Linked DNA regions of Arabidopsis thaliana: region 2 is linked to region 1. Evidence: chromatin contacts called from public capture Hi-C data. All regions are on one chromosome and are shown on one strand. The core of a region is the stretch at or near the end of the contact, and the rest is flanking DNA. Distances in the headings are between cores, read along the strand shown. Region 1 holds the start of AT2G26920 (Ubiquitin-associated/translation elongation factor EF1B protein). Region 2 holds the start of TIL2 (DNA polymerase epsilon catalytic subunit).

Region 1 (6,150 bases), core at 1,356-3,855:
ACTTGGCCAGAAGTCTTGTGAGCTTATCAAGTATTTCGAGGTAGGTTGTGTTCTTGATCAATTAATTTTTAACATGTAAAATAAAGTCTCTTGACTGCTACTGTTTTCTTCTTTAGTCAATTGAAGGGGTGCAAAAGATCAAACCTGGCCATAATCCGGCAGCATGGATGCTTGATGTCACTGCTTCTACCGAGGAACACCGGCTTGGAGTTGATTTTGCTGAAATTTACAGGAACTCAAATCTTTGTCAGTATGTGCCTTTCCTCATTTAGTCAAAACTATGCATGTTAGCTTTCCATAAGTTCGGTTTACCTTAGTTTATGTCTCCGTTCTACTGCAGACGCAACAAGGAGCTGATCGAAGTACTCAGCAAGCCAAGTAACATTGCAAAAGAAATCGAGTTTCCAACCAGATACTCTCAGTCACTGTATAGTCAGTTTGTTGCTTGCCTGTGGAAACAAAACCTATCATATTGGCGAAACCCACAATACACTGCAGTTCGATTCTTCTACACCGTGGTTATCTCGCTGATGCTTGGAACAATATGTTGGAAATTTGGCTCCAAAAGGTATGAGTAAAGTGGCACATTGCTATCACCAAAGAGTGATGATTCCTTTAACCAATGATACATTTCTTCATATATAGGGACACTCAACAACAGTTATTTAATGCAATGGGATCGATGTACGCTGCGGTTCTCTTCATTGGAATCACCAATGCAACCGCTGCACAGCCCGTTGTTTCCATAGAAAGATTTGTTTCATACCGCGAGAGAGCAGCGGGAATGTACTCGGCACTTCCCTTTGCATTTGCACAGGTCACAGATATGTTTATTATCTTTCTATCTTTCTCATCCCCGCTTTTGAGTTTAAAAACCTAAAAATTGTATGAGTTTGCAGGTGTTTATAGAATTTCCATACGTGTTAGCACAATCCACAATATACAGCACCATATTCTATGCAATGGCCGCGTTCGAATGGTCCGCGGTGAAGTTCTTGTGGTACTTATTCTTCATGTACTTTTCGATAATGTACTTCACCTTCTACGGGATGATGACGACAGCAATCACCCCAAACCACAATGTCGCCTCGATTATAGCAGCACCTTTCTACATGCTCTGGAATCTTTTCAGTGGCTTCATGATCCCATACAAGGTACATTACTAAGCTTATCTTTTATTTCTTTAGAAATACTAATGTTTTGAATGATTTGACTACAGAGGATTCCTCTGTGGTGGAGATGGTACTACTGGGCAAACCCGGTGGCTTGGACACTGTACGGTCTATTGGTGTCTCAGTACGGTGATGATGAAAGATCGGTGAAGCTATCGGACGGTATCCATCAGGTGATGGTGAAACAACTGCTTGAGGATGTGATGGGATATAAACATGACTTCTTAGGTGTCTCAGCTATTATGGTTGTCGCCTTTTGCGTCTTCTTCTCCCTTGTGTTTGCATTCGCCATTAAAGCTTTCAATTTCCAGAGAAGATGATGGATTGATTACCACTTACCAACTCTCATATTCATATATACACGTATACAACAATCATCTATTGTTTATTTGTATATTGGGGCTTTTATACCCAAGAAGGCAGGGGACTGCCTATTCTTCCTCTGTCATTACATGTATGGGATCAATAAAAGCTTGTGTTGTGTTTTATGTTCCTTGTCATTTTTTCTGAGAAATGTGTATTGGTCATCTATAACAATCACTGATCATGAACCAGTACTGTAATAGAGATATATCTCTAGTTTACTGGTTGTACACATCTTTGCTAGTATATATTTGGCCAAGTGCATATACGCTTATTCACTCACTAGAAAGATTTCCCCATGTGTAACTTATGGTAATTTTTCATGTAAATAGAGTTTCAAGAGCTATATGTCGTCTCCTTCCAATCACTAAAGTTAGTGACAAACTTAGTAAGTAGGTTTAGTTTCTTATGAAGTCAATTTGTCCAAGCTTGAATATTAGATCTTTGCGCATTCCGATTAACCTTCATTTTTTATGTTTTTCGGGTCGAGATAGGCGTAACCATCAAAGGTTCATTCTGGTTTGAGGTACTCCCATAAACATTTCGATGAAACTCCAATCCTGCCTCCGGTTGGAGTCTAGTCCACTTGACCACCTTCGCTTCCTAGAGATCTCCAACCCTCTATAGAAGGATTACTTACGCTTCTTGAACCACCATTCCAAGCAACAACAAACCAATGGAAGCAACGACGCAACTCACTCTACCAAGATCATTTCCAACATCGGCTTGTACATAGTATAGCACCAAAACAAACACATTAGTCTTACTACTTCCACCAAAAGTAGAGAGAAATAGAGCCACAAAAAAAGAGTTAATCTAGTAAAATACAACAGAAAATCTAGTAAATACGACATAATCTAGTCGATCTTTCGTAAAATAGCATAGAAAATCAATTAAAATCTTATAATAAATGTGATTAGTACGGACAACTTCCTAGGATAGTGATGATTATTCTGTACTAATACAAATTTCATAGTTATTAATAAAAGAAGAGTTGAAAAAAAAAAAAAAAAACGAAAGAAGTCAGTGACATTCGTTACATCTCCATTGGCTTACATATTCACACAGACAAAAAAAAAAAAACTCCTTCCATTTTACCTTTTTCCTCTCCCAACAAAAACCCTAAAAGATCATCTCTCTCTGCAGATTCAGTTTCTCGCCATCGACGACGACGACAACAAAATCACATATCTTCTCTATCGATCTCCAATCATCATCTTCTTCCTAACTACAGGTCCAGCTTCTTCTCTTCGATTTCCCTACGCTTTCGTCTCTCTCTCAATTCGTGATTTGTATTCGTTTAAATCGTCCTCGTGATTTCGTGAAATTTCGCCGAATTCTGGAATCTTCTCCGATATTTCTTCAATTTGCTTCCATCTGTAGAAGAATCAGAAGCTTTGGTCTATGTCGGTCAATTTAAGAATCTGTTCCCAATTTTTCTTCATAATTCACTTTCATCGTTTTACGAATTGGAACCTTTCGAATGTTTCATCGTTTTGTTAGTCACTGGAATTGGCTTAGCAAAAAAGCTGAGTCTCTATAGAAGACTGAATTTGCTTATTTTTCTGGAAAAAAGTATCAATTCACCATTTTATTTACCTAATTCATAGTTTTGGTAGCTAAGATATGTGTTGTGTTGTAGTTTTAAAGGTTCTAAAGAAGTCTCATGTTAGCTTTTGGAGTATCAAATTAACTATTTGCTCGTTTCTTGGTATTTTTTAGGTGTATTGATGTTCTTTGCAGAGATGTCTCCAGCAACAAAGTCAAAGTCTAAGGATAAAAAAACTGGTAAAGAAGCTCAAAAGGCATCACCAAAGCCTTCACTTTCGGTTAATGGGAATAGCAGCTTGGCAGCTAGTGGTTATAATCCTCTTTTAGGAACATTTCAAGCTCTTGATTCAGTGTCGATAGCTTCTATCTCACCATTACAGTATAGTCGTTTCCGGAGTATAGATGAGGCAGATGTAAATGGGATTGAGTCTGATTCAGTTTCGAATAATGGTAGCTGTTCTGGTGAGTCAGAAGATCACAAGGAGAAAACAACTAATCTGCCCCTTAAGCAGGAGGTGATACCAGGTGCAGATAATGACAAGCGAGAAAAAGTTCGTCAAAAGAATGAGAGAAAACATCAACGCCAGAAGGAGAGGAGGGCTCAGGAGTTGAATGAGAAGTGTAGCACATATCTTATTTCCAGAAAGCTTGAAGCCCGTACACAGCAAATTGTGGCAATGGGAATATCTCAAGAGCATGCGACAACGGCATTAATGATGAATGATGGTAAAGTAGAGGAATCTGTTCATTGGTTGTTTGATAGGCTTGAGGAAGAAATAGAGAAGCAAAGCATTCAGAGTCCTGGGAATTTGAAAATAGACATAACAGAAGAGCTAGCTAGGATTACAAAAATGGAGTTGCAACTTAAGTGTACAAGGCAGGAAATAGAGCGTGCGGTTGTTCAAGCAGAGGGTGATTTGGACAGAGCAGAAGAAGTCTTGAAAGGCACAAAGTATGAAGAGTTTTCTGTGCCAGTGAAACAAGAGGAATGTGGTGATCCTCTTACACCCAGTAATGGAAAACTTATAGTAGGAATAGGTTATCAGAATTCGGATGTAGAAAGGTCAGAAATTCCGTCACCTGGCTTACATCCAACAAGAGATGACAAGAACTTTAACTATACAAAATCACCCTCCACAACTGAATCCGTGAACAAAATGTTGGCTCAGCCTATGAAACGACCCGAACTGAAGTTAGATTGGCCAAAACCTCAGCAATCTGCTGCTTTGGCTGATAAAAGGTGGCCACCAACCACAGGACAGGTTCCTTCGGCTTCTTACTCTTTGCCATCATCGCCATCACCGTCACCTCAGCCTGCTGTGAGGGTCGAAGCTCGCTATTTAGCTAGTGGAAATGAATTTAAGAACTTCCAGCAGCAGCAGCAGCAGCCTGCAAATAGAGAATCAGTCATGGTGATGAGGCAGCGGCCACAGGTTGTAATCACAAATCCCGTTCCAACCTCAAGCATGAGTGCACCCCCTACCAGTTGGCATCCTGCAGCGAGCATAGAGATAATGAAGTCAAATGGGTTCATGCAAACACATAATATCCCTAGTGCGCGAAGCCCAAGTCCAAACCATCTGAATCCAAATCAGGTCTACCAGCAACTTCAGTATCAAAACCAGAAGCGATTCACTAACAACAACCAAGTGGATCCACATGGTAGTATGGCCAGAGGGAATGGCGGGCAATGGACTAGAAATACAGCATCATCTCCACCCATATCTGCTGCGTCTTCGCTGGGATTATTCTCTGCGGTTGGTTCAGCTGGAACATCGGGTGCATCTTCACCTATAGATTGGATCTCTGGCGGTTCAGTGGACTACACAAACATAGACTGGAGTCTAGATCAAAGTTTATCACAAAATAGTAGAGTCAATGGAAACTGGTCCGGGTTAAAGAGCAGCAGCCAAATATATGATGAGAACATGAACCGGTACAGTCTAAATGGTTCCATGGGAGGTAGACTCAACAACAGCAACGGTGTATCTATGGAGAATTCAGGTGCTGGTGTTATCGTGGAAACACAACAAGCAGCTACCTCTCCAGATTGGACTTCACCATTTGAAGGAAAAGATATCTTTAGCTTGTCTAGACAATATGTGTCTCCTTCTCTGTAAGAGCATAGGAGTTTCATATGGAAATGAAAGTAATAAAACAAGAAAAAAAGAAGACAGAAAATGGTTTCATGACTGATGTGTGGTTGCTTCTCTCTTTGATTATCATTCGTGAATATGTCTTTTTAAAAAACTTTTAATTTATATTTAAAGCATCTTCTCCTTTAGTTAACCACTCACTATTCGAAACACAAGTAGGAATCTCAAATCAATCCTTTCAAAAAATTACATGTTTGTAACATCTCATTGGAAATCCATGCGAGATTCGGCGGATGAGGTAGTAGCATTTGCAGAAGCAGGTTCTTTGTACCATTCATTAGCCTCACGCGTCATAAAGTTTGCTTCTGCAACAATTTTACTTGGAATTAGTTCCTTACATGTACAAGATTCAGAAGAGTAGAAACCACACTACTTGTACGAAGAGCATACCAGACAAGAACACGTTCTTGTATTCTTCATCATCATATATAAATTGAGGAGGATCTGGTGAACCAATACCGATAATAGTGCTTCCACTGTTATGCATTCATCCCACCAAAATTAGCACAATTACTCAACTCATTTATAATCTCTTATTCTAGTAAACAGTACTCAGCTCATTATATATGATCTTATACTAGCTTGTTAAGATGAATTTGGGAAGACAACTACAGTAGTAGCACACTGTTTCCATTAGATGAGCTCCTATGTGATGCACAGTATTTTGTGAAATTTCTCAATGAAGTGGAAATAACAAAAAAAACTGTAGAAAAGGTATACCTCCCAGACATAAACACAGCATCGTATTCCCCACGTCCAGATGCTATTATCCGTTGCTTCAAGCGTTTTAGAGATGGAAGAACTGAAAACGCTGGCGGTTCTGGAAAAGTCAAAAGCGTAAATGTAATTCATGGTCCATGTATCAGACTGAATCTTGAATTTTAAAGATGTGGCTATCTTCTTGGCAA
Region 2 (6,384 bases), core at 1,680-4,179, 92 kb after region 1:
TGACACTGGTGCCATACGCGGCAGATTCAGATCAGAAACAGATTGAGCTCTGGCCCCACCATCGTTAAGGTTAAATCTGCGTATCATTTCATCCTGGCGCGGCCACAGCAAAGGGGTTGTGTCAGCAGCTGATAGAGAGGTCTTGTCACCACTACCAATTCCACCACCATGTGAGCTAGGAGGCGCAGCTCTACCTATCCTTTTCCTGACAACTGAAACCTTCTTTCCACCTTCTCTGAGTTGCCCTAAAGCAATATTATAAGCTTCAGCTGTAATTGCCCCTTCCTCAGCATACTTGATGGCTTCGCGACATAAATGATTATAGCGGTGTATCGAGCTATCATGCCCATTTTCACTGACATGCTCATCTAACTCTACCATGCTCTTGGCATTTCTTGTCCACCGTCTCAAAATATAATGTGGTGGCAAAGTGAGTATATTAGTGACAGTAAACACCGTCAAAACATGTCGGCAGAGTATGCCGGAGTGCTCAAACATTTGACAGCTGCAGTTTGCTCTCATTTCAGGGTAGCAAAACGTTACTATATAAGCTTTGTTGTCATTTTCAAAATTTGCAACCCTAAATGTGCTGGTAGTACCATCATCTTCAATTCTGTTTGCCGTGTGAGCGAATGTCTCTACCAACTCTTCCTGGAACTTTCCAAATATTTTCCTTGTAAAGAGATTTGCAGCCTGATTCTCCATGGGTGATGGCGTCTTCAAGACTGGAGGTGTGTTGACAGTGTCAAGATCTGCTTCAATCTCCATCTCGAACCAGCTCTCCATAGCCCTTTCGTACAGCCTAAAGAACATCGGAAGGGTTGTCTGCTGATTCACATATCCATCGAAAAAGGAACCCGAATAACCTTGGCTAGGAAACACTGCAGCAAAAAACGAATCCCGGAAATAAACAGGTACCCACTGAGCTCGAGCATTATATAAAGAATTAAGCCATTCATGTCTTCCTAAGTCATATTTGTCAATGACAGAACTCCAGGACGATTCAAACTCCTCAATCGTTTCAGTAAAGTTGATACAATTATATAGCTCCACCTGAAAACTAGGATACGCAAGACACACATGAGCCAGCTTTTCCTGACCTTCTCTTAGCACATCCCACTTATTAATACAGTGACGAGCACCTGGAAATACCTGACCAGCAGCAATCTGTATGGCTCTATCTTGATCAGTCACCAAAGAAACCGGCGGTTGATCTCTCATTGCTGTTAGAAAAGTCTTGAACAGCCAGATAAATGAAGTGTCTGACTCGTCCAAAATAAGTGCACAGCCAAATAAGATAGCCTGACCATGATGATTCACACCAGTAAATGGCGCAAAAGGAACACGAAACTGATTGCACCTGTACCTCGTATCTAAGGTAACCGTGTCACCAAAATGAGTATAAGCAACCCTAGATCTCGAATCAGCCCAAAACACATTTGACATCTGATTATCTTCATCAAGCTGAACCGCATAGAAAAAGCCAGGATTCTCTGCCTGCATCCTCTTAAAATACTCCAACAGATTATGTGCATCCCGTCCAATCGTTCTCTTCGTGTTTGTAGCCATAGACGCATTTCTAGCTCCTCTGCTATTAGCATCCATAGAAACATACATCATACCACTAGGCACATTAACCCCTTCTTGATAACTAGATTTCTCCGAGTTAGCAAAATGCCTACGAGGACGAAGACAATGAAGCATATTAGAACTTGCTAATCCATGAGTATGCTCTTTAACAAACTTTGTAACAACCCATTTCTCATGACCTTGCAACTCTATCCTAACCATTGCATCACAACTCTCAGAAAGCCTTCTCTTTGACCTTTTACTACTACTACTACACACAAATTCTCGAACACTAACAGACCCATCAGTTCTAGGAAGAAGCTTAGAAGTAAAACCAAGCTGCCTCGAGTACTCATCATAGAAAGATTTAGCTTCTTTTTCTGAATTAAACTCCATACCAACACATGGCTCTGCAATTCCAATCTCATCTTGCACCCCTAACGAGTTATCCATGTTGTTCTGTCCACTGCAATCACTAGGTTCAACATCTCCTTCATCTCCTATCTCATGATTCCCCATTGACACATTCTCTTCCACCAAATGAACATCCATAACCTTCACTTAGTAGAGAAGTTCTAATTTCACACAAATGTTTCTCATCTTCATAGTCTACAAAAAAGTACTATTAGTGTTTGGAGATCTTCTTCCGAACATATAAATATGAGGACTTTTTGCATCTCTCACTCTCCGATTGTTTGTTGAGAGAGAGAGAAACCCAGAAAGAGGAGAAAGCAAAAGAGAGAAAGAGGAGCTTACGTCAGTCAGTGATGCGAAGAACTCAGAACTCAGAAGAATCGAAAGTCGTGAAATTAGGGAGAAGGGCAACAACAATTGGGGAAAATTGAGAAGAAGCTATGGCAGCTATTTCGTTTTCAGATTCGACCGGAGGAAATTAAACTCCTGCTTCTTCTCAGTCGTTCGCGAGGAAGAAGAGATTCAAGCACGAAACCGACGTCGTTTCGTGCTTTTGTTGGTTTTTTTTTTTCAATTTAAATAGCGAGACCTCGTTTTAATCTAAACCCAACAACAGAAAGCCCTCATAAAAAGTGAGGCCTCATTTGAACCGAACCCAACAACCAGGAAAGCCCTTGATACAAGAGACAACGCGCGCGAAAGCATTTCATCTTCTTCATCTGTCTTTTTTAGTTGAGCCCTAATTCATTTTCGGATGACAACTTCATTTCCTTGTATTGTCGTCATAAGAATCTCAGGTTCTAGATGATTCTCTCTTCTCTTATTTGATCTGGTTCCATCTCTTCACCGTACCAGTGTCAATCACGAATCCCTTTGTTTTGAACCCTAATTTATTTAATACGCAACACAAGCAATCAATACAAGAGTCTCTTAGCATCATCGGCGTGGGCCAAATATGAGCGGAAGGAGATGTGATCGGAGGTTGAATGTGCAGAAAGTTTCAGCGGCAGATGAACTCGAAACTAAACTTGGATTTGGGCTTTTCTCCCAAGGGGAAACGCGGCTCGGGTGGCTACTCACGTTTGCATCAGTAAGTCACGTTTTGTGACTTCCCTAGTAGTTAGTTCTCTGAATACTGAAAACTTCTAAGTACACTCACTGATTGGTTATTATACTACGTTGTTGGCAGTCATCTTGGGAAGATGCCGATACTGGGAAAACCTTTAGTTGTGTGGACCTTTTCTTTGTCACTCAGGTCAGCTGTGGTCATTGCTACTATATTAGCTTCTTTCTTCGTATCAGTTGCTCAACCCTTTTTGTTTCTTTCAGGACGGCTCTTCTTTTAAGACTAAGTACAAGTTCCGCCCTTACTTGTATGCCGCCACCAAAGTATATATGTTCTCTCTGTACTCGAGTGTTTTCTTCCTATATGTCAACTAAACTGCAATGCCCTTTTTACAGGACAATATGGAACTGGAAGTTGAAGCCTACTTGAGACGCCGATATGAAAGACAAGTTGCTGATATTCAGATTGTTCACAAAGAAGATCTTTATCTTGTAAGTCACTAAAGCATAACTCCTTTTACGCAGTTTGCAACTACCTGTTGATTACTCGTTTCTTTCTCTCTATATAGAGGACTCATGTCAATTACATTTGCTACAACTTTTAGTTATTTTCCTCTTCTTGCAACTTCAAATTGAGCAGCTCTAGTAATAAGTCCAAAACTGATCTTGCTTCCATGTGCTCAAATCATCTATCTAGCCTGCCAAAAACGTTCTTGTAACTCAAAAAACGTTTGCTAGTAAATGTTTAAGTGTTTAATGCTTCTTCTTTAGTGGCAACATTATGCAAGATATGAACGTTTTCAGTACCTCTTGTTTGGTTGTCACTTTTGCTGACCTTTTCTTTGACCTACCATACCAATTTGAGTTTCTTGATTTCTTATGTTCATGAGCAGAAAAATCATCTATCTGGCCTGCAAAAAAAATATCTCAAAGTATCATTTGACACTGTGCAACAATTGGTGGAAGTAAAGAGGGATCTGTTGCATATTGTCGAACGAAACCTCGCAAAATTTAATGCACTTGAAGCTTACGAATCCATCTTGTCTGGAAAACGGTAAGGCAATGTATTTTTGTTCTTATAAATTTCCAGAGTTCTTACAAATTTATCCCTTAAAACTATGTTGTTCCTTAGTTATAATTTCCAAGTCTTGGAATGTAGAGAACAACGTCCTCAAGACTGCTTAGACTCTGTGGTGGACCTCCGCGAGTACGATGTTCCTTATCATGTCCGATTTGCAATTGATAATGGTAACCTATTTAGTCAAACTTTTAATCCTAGTTTAGCCCTCAAGGTTGTCAAAATCATGATGTGTTCTCGCTGTCCAGATGTGCGTAGTGGGCAATGGTACAATGTCAGTATTTCCAGCACTGATGTCATACTAGAGAAGAGGACGGATCTTCTCCAACGCGCAGAAGTTCGCGTTTGTGCATTCGATATAGAGACAGTAAAGCTTCCATTGAAGTTCCCGGATGCTGAATATGATCAAATTATGATGATATCCTACATGGTTGATGGGCAAGGTTTTCTAATTACTAACAGAGAGGTAACTGCTGCATACATTTGTATTGCATTGGATTTGATCTAATCAATGATGATATATTACATGATGGATGATGACCGTTTCCAAATCATAAACGTAGATAAGCTGCTATATAGCCCTTATGTGAATTTGGATTATTTTGATTGCATTCTTAATCCAAGATAAATCAGATATGATCCATACGAAATTATCCCGCTTGTTTGATTGATTGATGTGTGACTGTAAGACTTATTGTTGTGGACTAACATAACGTTTTGCTATGTAATTTAAAACATGAATTTTTTTTCTTAACAATTTTCCATTGGATATATCATCTCTGGTTGATATCTCAGCTCTATTATTTCTTTTAAATATTTGGGCCACTTCAATCTTGTTTGATAAAATTTGTAGTATTAACTTTGCACTTCTTAATTCAGTGTGTTGGCAAAGACATAGAAGATCTGGAATATACACCCAAACCAGAGTTTGAAGGGTATTTCAAAGTCACGAATGTTACCAACGAGGTAAAGTAAATTAGCTCTTGATTTGAATATTTGTATCAGAAAGATTGAGGTGCTTAGAATTAAGTTACTTTCTTGGTTTTGATTTGTATAGGTTGAACTCCTCCGAAAATGGTTTTCTCATATGCAAGAGTTGAAACCTGGTATTTATGTTACATACAACGGTGACTTTTTTGACTGGCCATTTATAGAACGGAGAGCATCTCATCATGGGATCAAAATGAACGAGGTATCACGTTTCCTTCACTGTGGTATTGCTAACAAAATATTCTGTCTGCATCAAATATATGATCTACTTGAGAAATTCTTTGTGACATTATTCACTGATATTTTGTTGTCACCTTGTGAATGTGCCTCTGCTTAAAACTAGATTAGTAATGTGTTTTGCGTTTGAATTCTGAAGTTTTCTTAGAATTGGCAAGGTGGCACTCATCTACCAGACCTCGGTTCTATTTCCCATCCCCAGGGCATAATGTTTTTTTTTTTCCTTCCATCGTGGTTGCAGGAGTTGGGATTCCGTTGTGATCAAAATCAAGGTGAATGTCGAGCTAAGTTTGTGTGCCATTTGGATTGTTTTTCTTGGGTGAAACGTGATAGCTATCTTCCTCAGGGAAGCCAGGGTCTGAAGGTTCATTCTGTTTCTTTCTTTTCGCCATTATTTTTCTTTTGTGGAGGAATTCATATTATGATTCTGAGTGGTGCTTGCCTCTTAACTAAATGCCAGGCTGTTACAAAGGTAAAACTGGGTTACGATCCACTGGAAGTGAATCCTGAGGACATGGTTCGGTTTGCAATGGAAAAGCCACAGGTATTGCTGATTAATTAATAAAATGCTATTTCTGTGTGACAAAGTTTTTTAGAATCAGAGCTAGTTGTTTGATGGCGCTGGAATGGGCTAGAGTAACATATTTTATCAAGTAATTTAACAAAACATTTAACAACGGATGCTGTAGTTGTGCAAGATGCTGCATGGAATTTGGAGCTTATATGTTATTTCTGTTTCATGTTGGGAATCTTGTTGCAGACAATGGCCTCCTACTCTGTCTCTGATGCTGTTGCAACTTACTACCTATACATGACATATGTCCATCCGTTCGTTTTTTCTCTCGCAACTATCATTCCAATGGTCCCTGATGAGGTTTTACGCAAAGGGAGTGGCACCCTTTGTGAAATGCTTTTGATGGTTGAGGTGACTTCCTATCTACTACAAAGATGTTCTGCTGTGTGGCTCATTCTATTAATTGGAAATATTTCATTCCCAGCACAGGCTTACAAGGCAAATGTTGTATGTCCCA

Evidence for each region. Capture Hi-C pulls out chosen DNA fragments and counts their contacts.
Region 2: a capture Hi-C map of seedling shows a contact between it and region 1, with 2.1 times the contacts expected there. The contact joins the promoter of TIL2 here to the promoter of AT2G26920 in region 1. A contact is called at or near these places in 2 of 26 Hi-C or Micro-C datasets (root and vegetative nucleus) and 2 of 3 other capture datasets (root and seedling).

Annotation. Positions count from the first base shown.
Region 1 is chr2:11,486,383-11,492,532 of TAIR10.1, forward strand. AT2G26920 (Ubiquitin-associated/translation elongation factor EF1B protein) reads left to right here and starts at 2,606. Exons shown (of 2, transcript NM_128249.5): 1 at 2,606-2,769; 2 at 3,258-5,369. The coding sequence starts at 3,266. The coding sequence ends at 5,206. It overlaps ABCG32 (pleiotropic drug resistance 4), which reads left to right. Exons shown (of 24, transcript NM_128248.2): 19 at 1-40; 20 at 117-250; 21 at 341-568; 22 at 646-817; 23 at 900-1,154; 24 at 1,220-1,888. The coding sequence ends at 1,492. CDPMEK (4-(cytidine 5'-phospho)-2-C-methyl-D-erithritol kinase) reads right to left here. Exons shown (of 11, transcript NM_128250.4): 9 at 5,963-6,062; 10 at 5,633-5,718; 11 at 5,325-5,547. The coding sequence ends at 5,447.
Region 2 is chr2:11,578,285-11,584,668 of TAIR10.1, forward strand. It overlaps TIL2 (DNA polymerase epsilon catalytic subunit), which reads left to right and starts at 2,930. Exons shown (of 49, transcript NM_001336102.1): 1 at 2,930-3,073; 2 at 3,173-3,238; 3 at 3,313-3,372; 4 at 3,445-3,540; 5 at 3,942-4,102; 6 at 4,208-4,296; 7 at 4,375-4,592; 8 at 5,006-5,092; 9 at 5,184-5,318; 10 at 5,595-5,717; 11 at 5,814-5,897; 12 at 6,114-6,278; 13 at 6,357-6,384. The coding sequence starts at 2,939. FRS3 (FAR1-related sequence 3) reads right to left here and starts at 2,533. Exons shown (of 5, transcript NM_179767.2): 1 at 1-2,533. The coding sequence starts at 2,121.